Regions from separate parts of the Zea mays genome. Here region 2 is linked to region 1. Evidence: chromatin contacts called from public Hi-C data. All regions are on one chromosome and are shown on one strand. Each heading gives the region's core, a stretch centred on a gene start, on an enhancer-like site or on the middle of the called end of the contact. The rest is flanking DNA. Distances are from core to core; before and after follow the strand shown.

Region 1 (6,746 bases), core at 2,341-4,840:
CTTGTGTTTTGGACTTTGTTTGATAATTGTAGGTCTTCTACGAGTCTTGTAATGTTTTATTTGAGGTGTTGCTTCCTCAATGTCTTGGTACAAATCACTTTTGCATCATGTGAACTGTAAACATAAACATCAACAAACACATTATTAATTTACAAGGTTATGTTAATCATCAAACACTAAAATCAAATAGTCAAAGCTTATATTTTATCTAGGACTAACTTGAAATGATTCGCTTGTAATTTAATTTAGAACGACGGGGGGAGTACGTAGTTTGGTTGCAGTGGTGGATGCGGTAATTCATTAGTTACATGTGAAGGAAAAGCAAAGGTTCGCACGCAGAGGCAGCATGAGTTACTGATGGATCCGTCATCCGTGATGGTTAATCTGATGCACATGACGAGGGCCATGCATGATGACGCCAAGTTGCGGAGGAAACGACATGGATTCCGTGGGGGACGACGCATCGGGGGGGGGGGGGGGGGGGGGGGGGGGGGGGGGGGGGGGGGGGGGGGGGGGGGGGGGGGGGGGGGGGGGATCTGGCGGCCTTTTCACCGCCCTGTTGCTTCAGTTTCGCCTGCCGGGGGATCGGACGACGACGCGCGTGGGCATTGCAACTTGGCAAGCAGTCACACCGGCGGCGAACGAACCCGTGACCGGCCGGCCATCGCCTGCAGCTGCCGCCATGCATGCACTCGCTGATCGATGCCAGGAACAAGAAGGATATATGTATAAATAAATAAACTACGTGACCATATATGGTCCGATCCAACCATCCTTCAGGCTAGCTATAGGGAATTGATATGCATGGATGCGTCCTGGTAAACGGATTGGACACACGCTTTGTTGCTAATGACATCCTAGCTAGCTAGGTGGCCTTCGAGAGCTGGCAGTTTCCATTTTGCCCCAAAATTTTGGTTCGTCGCCATGTTCATTCCCTTGCCATAGCTACGCGATTGCCTTTGTAAATGAGACCATGGTTTTGGAGCATCTCTAAGAGTTTTTCAGAAGTCTCTACTAAATCAAGTTTTTAGGAAAACACAAAAATATGTCTCCAACTGTTCCCCTAAAACGATCATAACTTTTTCATAGGCCTTAAAACTCTCTCATTTATTGTAGCTATAAATGAGGGTTCTTTAGGCTTTCCAGAAACAATCTGCCGATTTAAAGAATCTGTTGGAGAAAAATGATTAAAATATACCTCTACTAATTTTTTAAATGCCCTTTAAAACTGATTTTGAGGAGTCATTTTCTAGAGAACCCTAGGAGATACTCTTACTTTGCCTCCAGTTTTACATAATTTAATAAGGGGCCTTCTGCTATTTGTTCGATGGTAATCTTATCGGCTGTTCCGGCAGACGTATGCGCGGGGTGGTTGTTTTGTCCAATTTTTTTTCAATATCCGATATAATTTCTTTGAATATTTTGAAATTGTTCTAGTCCAAACACAATTACACAATATATACGGGTAGAGGGTGAGCAACTCTAAAAGAAGCCCTAAACTAACCCGAAAACCAAAATTAAGAAATTAATCGCTTTTTCGTCGCTCTGTTGGGGGTCTACTTTTCCGTCGAAGGTCCTTAGACTGTCTCCAGCAACGTCTCCTAAATTTCATCCCCTAAAAGAATATTCTCTGTCCTTTACAACACTCTCTAAAAGATTTTATACTCTATATCTTCTTCATCTCCAGCAATATCCCCTAAATTTCATCCTCTATATCAATAGTGTTACCTGATTTAACATTCTATATTATTTTTTACCGCTCGTCAGCACGTGCACAGAAATCAGCATAGTGTATAGAGCACCACCGTACATCCTCTATACATAGCGCATGCATGCCATCCTCTAAATTTTAGAGAACCTTTTAGAGTCTCTTGTTGGAGGGATAAAGGATCTGACAAACCTCCATATTTAGAGAACAAGAGCTTTTACATGATACTGCTGGAGCCAGCCTTAGGATGAAGAAACCGCTTGTAATTCATTTTGACAAGGATACGTCAAAAGGAAATGAGTGCCGAAGCTGTAACAGACACATATGAAATATAGTGAAGCTTCGGTAAGGATTAAAGTTTCGGTTTAAGATGATCACGAAGGTCATACATGAGGTCAAACCAGCAATGAAAAGACTTGTTTATTCACGCTTAATTGGAAGACGGTATTCACATTCTCTATTTCGAGCAAGCCAAAGGTACAAATGTAATATATAGTTTGTACCACTTTATTAATATATAATAAAGGTCTTAATATCATTCTGACATGCAACATGAAATAAGTAATTGTTATAATGTTGTATTGTAATATTATTTCTATAAAAAATGAAGACTCGTCCTTTATAAACTTTATCTGAGATCCATTATCTCTGAAATGGTTCGAAAACGAAGGTACTTAATGTTTAATATATATGTTGTCTTATTTTTTATTCACGGCAATTAAAAACAAGTTACCAACAGCTCAAACAGGTCTCTCTTCCTTACCTCAAAATCTTCACGACCCTCATCCGTGGCCTCTCTTCCCTCACATTTGCGCTGCGCGTGGCAATTCCTTCCCCAGTCTGCGCGCCCGCGCGCACCGCGCCATGAGCGTACGTGATGTTGTTCGGCACCACCGGTCCGGCGGTCCCTTCATCAGCCCCAGCGATATATAGATGCTGTCTTGTGTTCCCCAATCTATGTCGTGAGATGTTTTATATACCTACAGTAGAATAATAGTGGGAGAGGATCAAGATGAGAATTGAGATCTACTGTCTAAAGAGACGGGAGCTGAGGAGTACACTGCATGGATGCAAAGGAATGAATGCATGCATGCAATCAATGGAGCGTGGACCGCCCCCTGAGGAACGAGGCATGCACGTATATGCATGAGGATTGAGGAGGCACCACGTCTGATGGCTTGGCCTTTTGCGTCGTCTCATTGTCCGGAGCGGCGGCCGGCCTCCTCCGCTGTCGTCTCGCGTGCATCTGATGTGATCTGAAGGTGTCAGGTCCTGTTCCCGGCCGGCCGTCCTCCTCCGCTCCGCCATCGCCCATCGGGGACGGGGGTGGGTGTGGGTGGGTCGCGTGGCCTGTGGGAGTGGGACTGCCGCCGGACTGGGGCGTGCGTGAGAGAGTCTGAAAGCCCGCGGTTTCGCTTGCTAGCTAGCTAGTAGGCTCCTCCCGTCCTCTCTCACCTACTGGCGTGCAGCTCTGCTGCAGGTGAAATCCTCGCTGCAGTGAAAGCCTGCCTGATACAGTACCATTCACCGTCTGAGACTTTTTTTTTTTGTTACAAAAAAAAAGCTTGTCGTCGACGGTCGACGAGACGACCTCGCTCGCTCGCTCGCACAGTCGGAGCATGGCCCTTTAGATCGCTGGGCCGTCTGATCGGCGGCTGGCGACACGACACGACACTACTGCCTTTACGGCGGCCTTGAAGTCCCCAGCTACCGTCGATCGGTGGATGGATCGATAGGACTGGCCGGAGGGGTGCTGCTGCTTGGCCAACCAAGCTTAGCTTGCCTGTGGGCGAGCCGGCGGGCGGGCGGAGTTACTGCGGGCAGTCCAGACTCCGGAGGCAGAGGCGCACAGCCTGCTCCAGCGCACAGCCTGACAGCCATCGGCGCTGCTCCAGGTGCTCGTAGAGAGGCATAGATTCGCAGCAGCAGGAGGAGGCCGTAGGTACTGTGCGCCTGTGACCCGACATCTCCGCGCTCTGGTCCACCAGGCGCCGGCCCACGGGACAGAGAGGCCAAACAGGAGACGCACGCTGCTCCTGCTCGCGGTTGAGATGCTTTTTTTTTTCTTTCTATTGATGCGATGGAGGGAGGACAGAGGCGACGGGCAACCAAAACCAACGGCGCACACAAACCAGCACCTGGACTGGACCATTTCTCCGACGGTTTCTCTTCATTCATGACGCCGGCCGAGGGCGTCTCCAGCTTGCAACTTGCAAGCCCGGCCCGGCCCGGCCCCGCTCTGCTCGGCGTTTTCCTTCCTGTTCAATTCCAGGTGGACAAGATCCCCCACCCCCCGCTGCTTTTTTTCTTTCTTTCCTGCCAAGATCTTGGCACCAGTAAAATCTAATCTATGTCGTTTCATCCAGCAGATCTGTACTAGCTGCACTAGTACTATAGGCAGCACCGTGCAAAAAACCCAGAGCTGCTGGAGATAGGCAAACAAAACAAGCAGCTACTACTAGAATGCGAGAACTTGCATGTAGAAGCAAAGCAAAGATTGCAAGATGCCACAACTTTCATGCCGAGGTTTCTCGTCGGACAGAACCTATGTTAAAATACCTTATTTTTAGTTGGATCTAGCCACACGGTCTACTGTTTTGTTTATGCGCAGTTTAACTCATTCGGTATTTTTTTGCAGAACAACAACTTCCTTCCACAAGTTAAACAAGGCTTGTTCGGTGACCATTCTCTTCCATCACTACGAGTTAATCCAGTTCCTATTCTTTACCAGCCCCCAGCCGCACAAATGGGTTCAGTAAGTTTGCAAACCTACTATTCAGTAAGTTCGCACCGAGACAAGCCCCCCACAGGGCCGCGCTCAGGATTTGAAATATGGGTATTCGAAATTTTGGTAGAATATAATTTTTTTTTCGACAATCTAAAATCACACTATTGTACTGTATGATCGGTGGCACAGTAGAGAAATGAAGAGGGCTAATAAAAACAAAGTTTAGACAAAATAACTGTAAAATAGTATGATTTTATGTTTTTTTATAATATTTTAGCTTATATACATAACATATACATGTATATATAATTGTTTTGCCAAAAATAATAGGTATTCAATTGGATACCCTTGCTTGCATGTAGGCCCGCCACTGGCCCCCCCCCAACTGCACAAATGGTGGAGCGAGACTAGCCCAGCGGCACGGCACCGGGTCATTAAGTTTGTGAAAGGGAATTAGGCTTACACATATTTCCTAAATGATTTTGGTGGTTCAATTGCCCAACACAAATAAATTGGACTAATTAGTTTGCTCTAATGTATAAGTTATACAGGTGCCAAAGGTTCACACTTAGCCAATAAAAAGACCAAGAATTGGGTTCAACAAAGAGAGCAAGGGATAAACCGAAGGCTGCCCTGGTCTGGCGCACCGGACTGTCCGGTGTGCCACCGGACAGTGTCCGGTGCACCAGGGGACTTCAAGCCAAACTCTTCACCTTCGGGAAAACTCAGAGGCGCTCCGCTATAATTCACCGGACTGTCCGGTGTACACCGGACAGTGTCCGGTGCTCCAGGAATGAAGCGACTCTGAACTCGCCAGCTTCGGGAATTCGCTCCGCTATAATTCACCGGACTGTCCGGTGAGCCAGCGGAGCAACGGCTACTTCGCGCCAACGGTCACCTGCAGAAGCAATTAATGCGCGCCAGAGCGCGCAGAAGTCAGGCACGCGCGAAGTGGCGCACCGGACACTCTACAGTACATGTCCGGTGTGCCACCGGACATCCAGGCGGGCCCAGCAGTCAGAGCTCCAACGGTCGGAACCCAACGACCTGGTGACGTGGCTGGCGCACCGGACACTGTCCGGTGTGCACCGGACTGTCCGGTGCACCATGCGACAGACAGCCTCCACCAAACGGCTAGTTTGGTGGTTGGGGTTATAAATACCCCCAACCATCCCACATTCAAGTCATCCAAGTTTTCACACTTCCAACCACTTACAAGAGCTAGGCATTCAATACAAGACACACTCAAGTGATCAAATCCTCTCCCAATTCCACAAAAGCTTTAGTGTTAAGTGAGAGTGATTTGTTGTGTTCTTTTGAGCTCTTGCGCTTGGATTGCTTTCTTTGTCATTCTTTTCTTGTGATAAAAAACTCAATTGTAACCGAGGCAAGAGACACCAATTGTGTGGTGGTCCTTGCGGGGAAGTTTTGTTCCCGGTTGATTTGAGAAGAGAAAGCTCACTCGGTCCGAGGGACCGTTTGAGAGAGGGAAGGGGTTGAAAAAGACCCGGCCTTTGTGGCCTCCTCAACGGGGAGTAGGTTTGCGAGAACCAAACCTCGGTAAAACAAATCCTTGTGTCTCACTTCCTTATTCGCTTGCGATTTGTTTTTACGCCCTCTCTCGGACTTGATTATATTTCTAACGCTAACCCGACTTGTAGTTGTGATTAATTTTGAGAATTTCAGTTTCGCCCTATTCACCCCCCCTCTAGGCGACTTTCAATTGGTATCAGAGCTCGGTGCTTCATTAGAGCCTAACCGCTCGAAGTGATGTCGGGAGATCACGCCAAGAAGGAGATGGAGACCGGCGACAAGCCGCTACAAGCCACGGGAAAGCTTCATCGGGAGAGTCCCGCAACAAAGGGAAGGGGAAGGAGAAGAAACCCTCTTCCCACAAGTCGCATCGGAGTGGGGACAAGAAAAAGAAGATGAGGAAGGTGGTCTACTATGAGACCGACACCTCATCGCATCTACCTCCGGCTCCGACGCGCCGTCCGTAACTTCTAAGCGCCATGAGCGCAAGAAGTTTAGTAAGATCCCTTTACACTATCCTCGCACTTCTAGACATACTCCATTACTTTCCGTTCCATTAGGCAAACCGCCAACCTTTGACGGTGAAGATTATGCTAGGTGGAGTGATTTAATGAAATTTCATCTAACCTCACTCCACAAAAGTATATGGAATGTTGTTGAGTTTGGATCACAGGTACCATCCGTAGGGGATGAGGATTATGATGAGGACGAGGTGGCCCAAATCGAGCACTTCAACTCCCAAGCCACAACCATACTCCTTGCTTCTCTAAGTAGAGA
Region 2 (7,119 bases), core at 1,996-4,495, 190 kb before region 1:
TTAAAAAAAGACCAGCTCAAGAAAAACCCATGAACCTTTGCACCACCCATATACAACGTAAGGCATCCCCAAATTGGTGATAGCAGACATAATTAAGTTCCATTCAATTCTGTCAAAAACTTTAGCTAAATCTACACGCACTTCAAAAATGATTAAACAGGGCAAGATGCCCATTGCATTTACATTTGAACCAGGAGATAGAAATTCAGTTACATTTATCAAGATTCTAGTTTTAAAGAAAAACAGAAGTGCCAGAGGCTCTAATATAAACTCTAATGGTCATAAAGCAAACAAAATCTTCACTTTGCATTGTGTTCACCCCGCATTGTCTTCATCCCGCAAATACGAAAAGACTGCATGATCTGGTTACTCAATAAAGATAGCTCTCACTGCTACACAGGCTATCCTCATATTATATAAAAATCGGATGGAAGAGAAAAAAAAATCGCCAAATAATCTTCCCACCAACCCCTATTTCTCACACAGTTCCAAACCTGGAGAAATAGCAAGCATCTGGTCCTTTTTGCAAGGAGGTTTACTGCATTGAGGGCGATTGAAATAAAAAAAGTCAGAACACAGCAAACCATCTTAAAAACACACACGCTGCATGTGAACAAAATACACTTGAATGTGTAGGTCTGATTCTGAAACCATAAAAAAACAAAAGGGTCCCAGGTAAAAGCCATCGCGCAGCATTCAGCGTTATACAAACTACAAACTGCCCAACACTGTCAACACTTTTAAGCACATCTAAACTCTTGGCCATAGTCCTTCACAAGTGCGACATGTGGGCTCTAGCTTCGAACACAGAAGCACGTCAAATTAGCTGCACATACTTGCTTCCTTTGCCGATAAAAAGCGAAGTCGGGCAAGGACTCTTCCTCAGGTATACATCATGTTCAGTCAAGTTTGCTATGCGTCAAAGTCAGTGGCATGAGACGTTATTTGTTCCGTAACTTAACCTCTGCAGGCTTGTGTCCGACATATCTGTCATCCATCTCTGTGGTCCACCATCGTCGCCCATGACATTGTACGCATACGACGAAAGCCCGATGTTCTCGCCACACGAGCTCGCCTTTCCCAGGTTGTACAGCCTTTCTGTCCTGGACAGCACTACGAGGTTGGAGAATGTTGAGAAGCTGTTGCCGACAAACACGTCTGCTCTCGAGCACACCTCGAAGTCGATGGCAGACTTTATAAGATATGGCTGACGATCGTAGATGTCAGTAACACCAAGCTTCTTCTTCTCGTAAGCAACCATACCCACTCTCCACCCACTGGTTATTGAATCGTCTTCAAGAAGGCTGTCAGCTACCGCAAGATAAACAACAACCGGCCGACGTAGGTCAGTGATCTGTGAGACCTTATGAATGATCTCTTCTTTACTACTGCAGATTTCATGTGACTTGGACCGCTGCTCCCACTTCTTGCAATGTATCATCCAATCTTTTTCTATTCTCATGTGAACAGCAACATACGGTACAGGCGGATTCGTTGAGCTATCTCTCCTCTGCTTACTATGAGAACCCCCAGCTTCATGTCTTGCTCTTTGGCCTGCCTCTCTAATCTTGGATATCACCTTGACCACTTCGGTTTCTATCTCAGGAACTAAGACAAGGCAATCGAAGATTTTGGCATAGTCTTTGACTGGCCAGTGGTCAGGCCACAGAAATGGATTTTTCCCAACGATTTCAATGACTTCAGAGTCATCCACATTGCTGCCTATGGATTGCTGTAGTTGATCCAAATCTCTGTCTGCCGTCCACCTTCTACCGGTCCCCTTTTGGAGTTTGAAGGGCTCTGTCCGATTTGAAACTTCTGAATACTGAGCTAACCTTACGAAGCCATGGCAACGCGCATTGAACTTGTTAAAGTCAAACACTTTGTCAAAACTGACAGGCTGCAGCAAGTCAACCTCTTTGTAGAAGAGAGAAGCACTCAAGCTTGGCATGAGAAGGGATCTGTTCAGGAATCTTGCAGTCAAGCATGCTCTGGCGAATGCAATCTTCTGATTGTTCAACCCCCATATGATCTGTGGGACCTCAAGAAACTTGTCTCGTCTAATTCTAGGAAGCAAGTCAGGGGCTGTGGACTCGTAAAATTCTTTCTTCTCAGATGAATCTATAGCAAGAAAAGGAGATACAATTGCTCTCAACAAAATAAGGGCAATCACTATCAGAAGGCCTTTACAGATGACAGGTCTTGCGGGCATGCTAAAGAGCTTGAGATGCTTAAGCTCAAGTAGAATGTTCATCGGACCGTTTATTCAAACCCTTCTCGTCCTTTTAGCACCCAACCATGTCAACTATGTCATTACCAACGACCATGGTGCACGATAAACATCTACCCTCGAAAACTTTCAGATGAAGAGCAAGCTATGCTGCAATTTAATGGAAATCAATAACCAAGCACACTTCAATTGATAACTTGACAAATTTACCCCGACCAATGCTGGCAAGTTGGGATGTTTCGGAACGGTAATATCAGCATACTTGATGATATTTCTGCGTGCCCAATTTAGCACATGCTCGATACAAAAGGCTGCAAGCCTGCAAATACAGAGCAAAATAAAAAAAAGAATTCAATCATTTTAGCTGTTACGGATTTCCATTCCTGATATTATAATTTCACTTCTAATGGAAAGAAAAAAGATAGCCACAAAGAGGATCATTTTTTCCCACACTGAATTTACTAATGGATATTAGCATGCAGAGAAGCTCATAAATGAACTTGTGCAAGCTAGCAGTACTCTGAGCAGGTCACACAGAATCCCATGGATCACAGGACCCATTTGAGAACTCGTGTCGCGCTGAACTGGGCCATTAAAGTAACTGGAGTGGCAAGCACGATCAATTGAGAATGTGCTGTGTGTGGGTTATTGCAGAATGATTCATACTCGAGTACGGAACAAACCATAGTACAGTACCAAAGCGAAATGAACGGCCCCCTGTAAATTAGTCTAGGGAATTGCTCACCAACGGTGGAAATTAGCACGGATGGATCCCCAAGGACTGAGGCGAGGAGAAAGGGCAGGATTCCCTGGACATCGCGTGGCTCCTGTCGCCGGCGGCGACCTCTCCGCCCCACGGCGAGCTCGTCCGGCGGCGGGAGAGGCGGGGCGTGACCACCGGCCGGCGGGGCGGAGGGGGCGCGAGATCTAGGGGTTGGAGACGGGTCCGGTGCCCCGAGGCGCGGCGGAGGCGGCGGGGAAGAGGTCGGCCGGCAACCGCGGAGGTGGAGATCGCAAGCGTGTGAGAGGGTCTCGGCTACAGGTTGCGTGAGGAGACGTCCGCGCGGATGGGAATGGGACGGAATTCGTGAGTCGTGACCCGAGTTGGAAGCAAAACTGGCGTCTCGGCTACAGGTTGCAAGAGACTCGGGTCCCTGACCCGCTCCCCCTCTGCTCGCCGGTGAAGTCCGACGCCCCAGGCGTCCAACGGTTCCCTCTCAAGGACCCTGCCCAAAGTCTCATGTTAAACTAAACCATATTTAAATTGTATCTTGTTATTTTGTCGTATCAAACATCGATTGTATCATTTAATTTAATCTAAACAAATAATCTGGCCCTCCTCTTTTGATCCACTTTTGGATCCGCCACTGGATCAACCTATAGATGACCAACTAGTCAGTTGCCCGTACGTTGCAACGGCTTACAACAATACCCATGTAAACTATCCACAAAAAAATCAAGATTTTTTATTAATTGTCTCCACTCTCCGTATAATATTTTTTGATTTGGCTAACTGATATTATTATTTACCTCATCCAATATGTCTTGATACAACACGACCAATAAAGTGAGCGATTAGAAGAGAGTTCACAATGACTGACTAAACGAACAAATATCATAAAATGACATAATTCCACCATACATAGACTAAATAAGAGAAAGTTTGTGAGCTCAAGTTTCTAAAATAAGTCACATGAACTCAAACTTATGAAAAAGATAGATCAAATTATGGAGTGATTGCTAAAGTCAGGCATCAATAAAAACTGGATGCGCTCCATATAAATTATGCTACTTCGTAGCAATTACTAACGTTTAAAACCAACAAATAACCTTTTATTTTACTGTTAGTGTGACAAATCATTGTTGTCTCATCCAATTCATCATCCTCAAATACCATGAAGTCAATTGCGCTAATGTGGTCTCAGAAACGACCTAATGCTTGCAAGAGACAAGAACGTCATGCCGTGCTTGGGCTGTAGCCTCGGCCCGTAGTGCTGGTCCGGCCCGACACGATAATATTTTCTTATTACAAAAAAATGTATATACATATATATATATTTTATATTCAAAATTTAAACATTTGAGCATGATGTTCTACTGGTTATACAGCTTTACCTAGTGTCTTCCGCCCTTCTTCCATCAGTCATCGGTTCGAACCTCACCTCATGCACCGTTTTTTAATATTTTACGCTGATTTAATCAAATGGGTTGACGGGAGTTGTGGCCCGCGTGCGTCTGGTCCGACCGCTGTTTGGGCATCTATAGACGTGCAGCAGATTAATTTGAAATAGTTGTGAGGGGTTATTTGTAAAAAATGACACGGGACGACCGTTGAAACTGGGGCTTTAAGTATAGTATAGATAAGCACGAGGTCCGCGAGCCCGGCACGAAGCCCGCTGTTTGGGCCCAATCCGAGCTCGGCACGACCCGGTTCTATGCGGACCCAGGCCGGCCCGGCATGAATAAGCGGGTCGGGCTCGGACAAGAAACTAGGCACGGTGGGCTAGCCCGGCACGGCTCATTTACCTCTAAGCTCGTTAAGCCCGCTTTTTTGCAATAAACCGTACTTACCGGCCGCTTAGCCCGTTTTCCGCCGTTTTTCCATGCTAAACGGGCTGGTCCGTTTAGAACCGCTGCGGGGCGGGCTCGGACAGAAAAATGAGCCCGCAAGCTTAGACGGTCCGGACCAGTTTTCTAACCATGTCTGGTGGGTCAGGTCCAAAACGGGGCGAGCTTCACTAGACCCAGACCGGGCCGGGCGGCCCGTCTGGCCATCTCTAGATCAACCCCACATTATATCTAACACAATCACAGCAAAACAGAACCTTAGCCACGAAGGGCCCTAAAATTTTCTCTGTTTTTTTTGTTTATATTAGCTGCAGACTTTGGACTAGACTAGTTTCCCTTCGTATTTTAAGGGCATGTTTAGTTCAGTCGTAGAATTATGAAAATTTGATTCTAGCGGTGAGATATGACAAAACTGTTGTGAGCTGACAATTATGAGAAATCTAAACTATGTTTAGTTAATACTCTCTTCGTCACAAATTAGAATTCGTCTGACTTTTTTTCCACATTTGACCGATTTATCCTATTTATTTATTTATTGCGAAAAATAAAAATTTAAAGCCATTTAAAGTATATTATATATGTCGGCGTTTCGAAACCCGGGGGGTCCCTGGACCGACGAGTAAATTGTCGTCGCGTGTCCCAGCCCAGATGGGTCGGCGCGAGACGGAGCGCGAAGAGGGGAGGCAGCAGGAGGGAGACGGGCGTGAGAGGTGGAAATCCCGCGGCCTTCGTGTTTGTCCCGCGCCCAGGTCGGGTGCGCTTGCAGTAGGGGGTTACAAGCGTCCACGCGGGAGGGAGCGAGCGGCCTCACGCGAGCGTCGTCCCGTCCTTCCCCGCGCGGCCAACCCTCTGTAAGAGGGCCCTGGTCCTTCCTTTTATAGGCGCAAGGAGAGGATCCAGGTGTACAATGGGGGGTGTAGCAGCGTGCTAACGTGTCTAGCGGAGGAGAGCTAGTGCCCTAAGTACATGCCATGTGACAGCCGAAGAGGTTTTGGCACCCGGTTCGTGTGGTGTCGTGGCCGTCGGAGGAGCGCTGGAGCCTGGCGGAAGGACAACTGTCGGGGCTGTCGAGTCCTTGCTGACGTCCTCTTGCTTCCGTAAGGGGGCTGAGAGTCGCCGCCGTCATCGGGCGTGCGGGGCGCCATCATTACTTGTCTGGCGGAGCGAGCCAGACGGGACGCCGGTCTTGTTCCCCGTAGCCTGAGTCAGCTTGGGGTAGGGTAATGATGGGGCCTCCTGTTGACGTGGTCGGTCCATGCCCTGGGTTGGGCGACGTGGAGGCTCCTCCGAGGTCGAGGTCGAGTCTGTCTTCTGAGGCCGAGGTCGAGTCCGAGCCCCCGGGTCGGGCGAGGCGGAGACCGTCGGCTAAGGCCAGGGCTGAGTCCGAGCCCTAGGGTCGGGCGAATCGGAGTTCGTCGTCTTCCGGGGCTGAGCCCGAGTCCGAGCCCTAGGGTCGGGCGAAGCGGAGTTCGTCGTCTTCCGGGGCTGAGCCCGAGTCCGAGCCCTGGGGTTGGGCGAAGCGGGGTTCGTCGTCTTCCAGGGCTGAGCCCGAGTCCGAGCCCTGGGGTCGGGTGAAGCGGGGTTTGTCGTCTTCCGGGGCTGAGCCCGAGTCCAAGCCCTGGGGTCGGGCGAAGCGGAGTCCGTCGTCTTCTGGGGCTGAGCCCGAGTCCGAGCCCTGGGGTTGGGCGAAGCGGAGTTCGTCGTCTTCCGGGGCTGAGCCCGAGTCCGAGCCCTGGGGTCGGGCGAAGCGGAGTGCGTCGTCTTTCGGGGCTGTGCCCGAGTCTGAGCCCTGGGGTCAGGCGAAGTGGGGTTCGTCGTCTTCCGGGGCTGAGCCCGAGTCCGAGCCCTGGGGTCGGGCGAAGCGGAGTCTGTCGTCTTCTGGGGCTGAGCCCGAGTCCAAGCCCTGGGGTCGGGCGAAGCGGAGTTCGTCGTCTTCCGGGGCTGAGCCCGAGTCCGAGCCCTGGGGTCGGGCGAAGCAGAGTTCGTCGTCTTCCGGGGCTGAGCCCGAGTCCGAGCCCTGGGGTCGGGCGAAGCGGAGTTCGTCGTCTTCCGGGGCTGAGCCCGAGTCCGAGCCCTGGGGTCGGGCGAAGCGGAGTTCGTCGTCTTCCGGGGCTGAGCCCGAGTCCGAGCCCTGGGGTCGGGCGAAGCGGAGTTTCCTATGGCGCCTGAGGCCGGGCCTGGCTGCTGTCAGCCTCACTCTGTCGAGTGGCACATCAGTCGGAGCGGCGCAGGCGGCGCTGTCCTCTTGTCAGACCGGTCAGTGGAGCGGCGAAGTGACTACGGTCACTTCGGCTCTGTCGACTGGAGGGCGTGCGTCAGGA

What was found. Hi-C and Micro-C count contacts between places; a contact is called where the count stands out from the background.
Region 2: a contact with region 1 is called in a Hi-C map of ear, with 4 times the contacts expected there. The contact joins the promoter of LOC100382271 here to the enhancer-like site in region 1. A contact is called at or near these places in 3 of 25 Hi-C or Micro-C datasets (ear, endosperm and tassel).

Annotation. Positions count from the first base shown.
Region 1 is chr5:85,886,570-85,893,315 of Zm-B73-REFERENCE-NAM-5.0, reverse strand. No RefSeq gene overlaps it. Among protein-coding and RNA genes, the nearest start is that of LOC606444, 34 kb to the right of the region's middle. Within about 2 kb of position 3,590, at least 15 of the 20 cell types and tissues checked have an H3K27ac peak or open chromatin away from gene starts, as enhancers often do. A contact at or near this core is called in ear, endosperm and tassel, where this site is marked.
Region 2 is chr5:86,073,193-86,080,311 of Zm-B73-REFERENCE-NAM-5.0, reverse strand. It overlaps LOC100382271 (O-fucosyltransferase family protein), which reads right to left and starts at 3,245. Exons shown (of 2, transcript NM_001175022.1): 1 at 2,976-3,245; 2 at 612-2,549. The coding sequence starts at 2,254. The coding sequence ends at 926.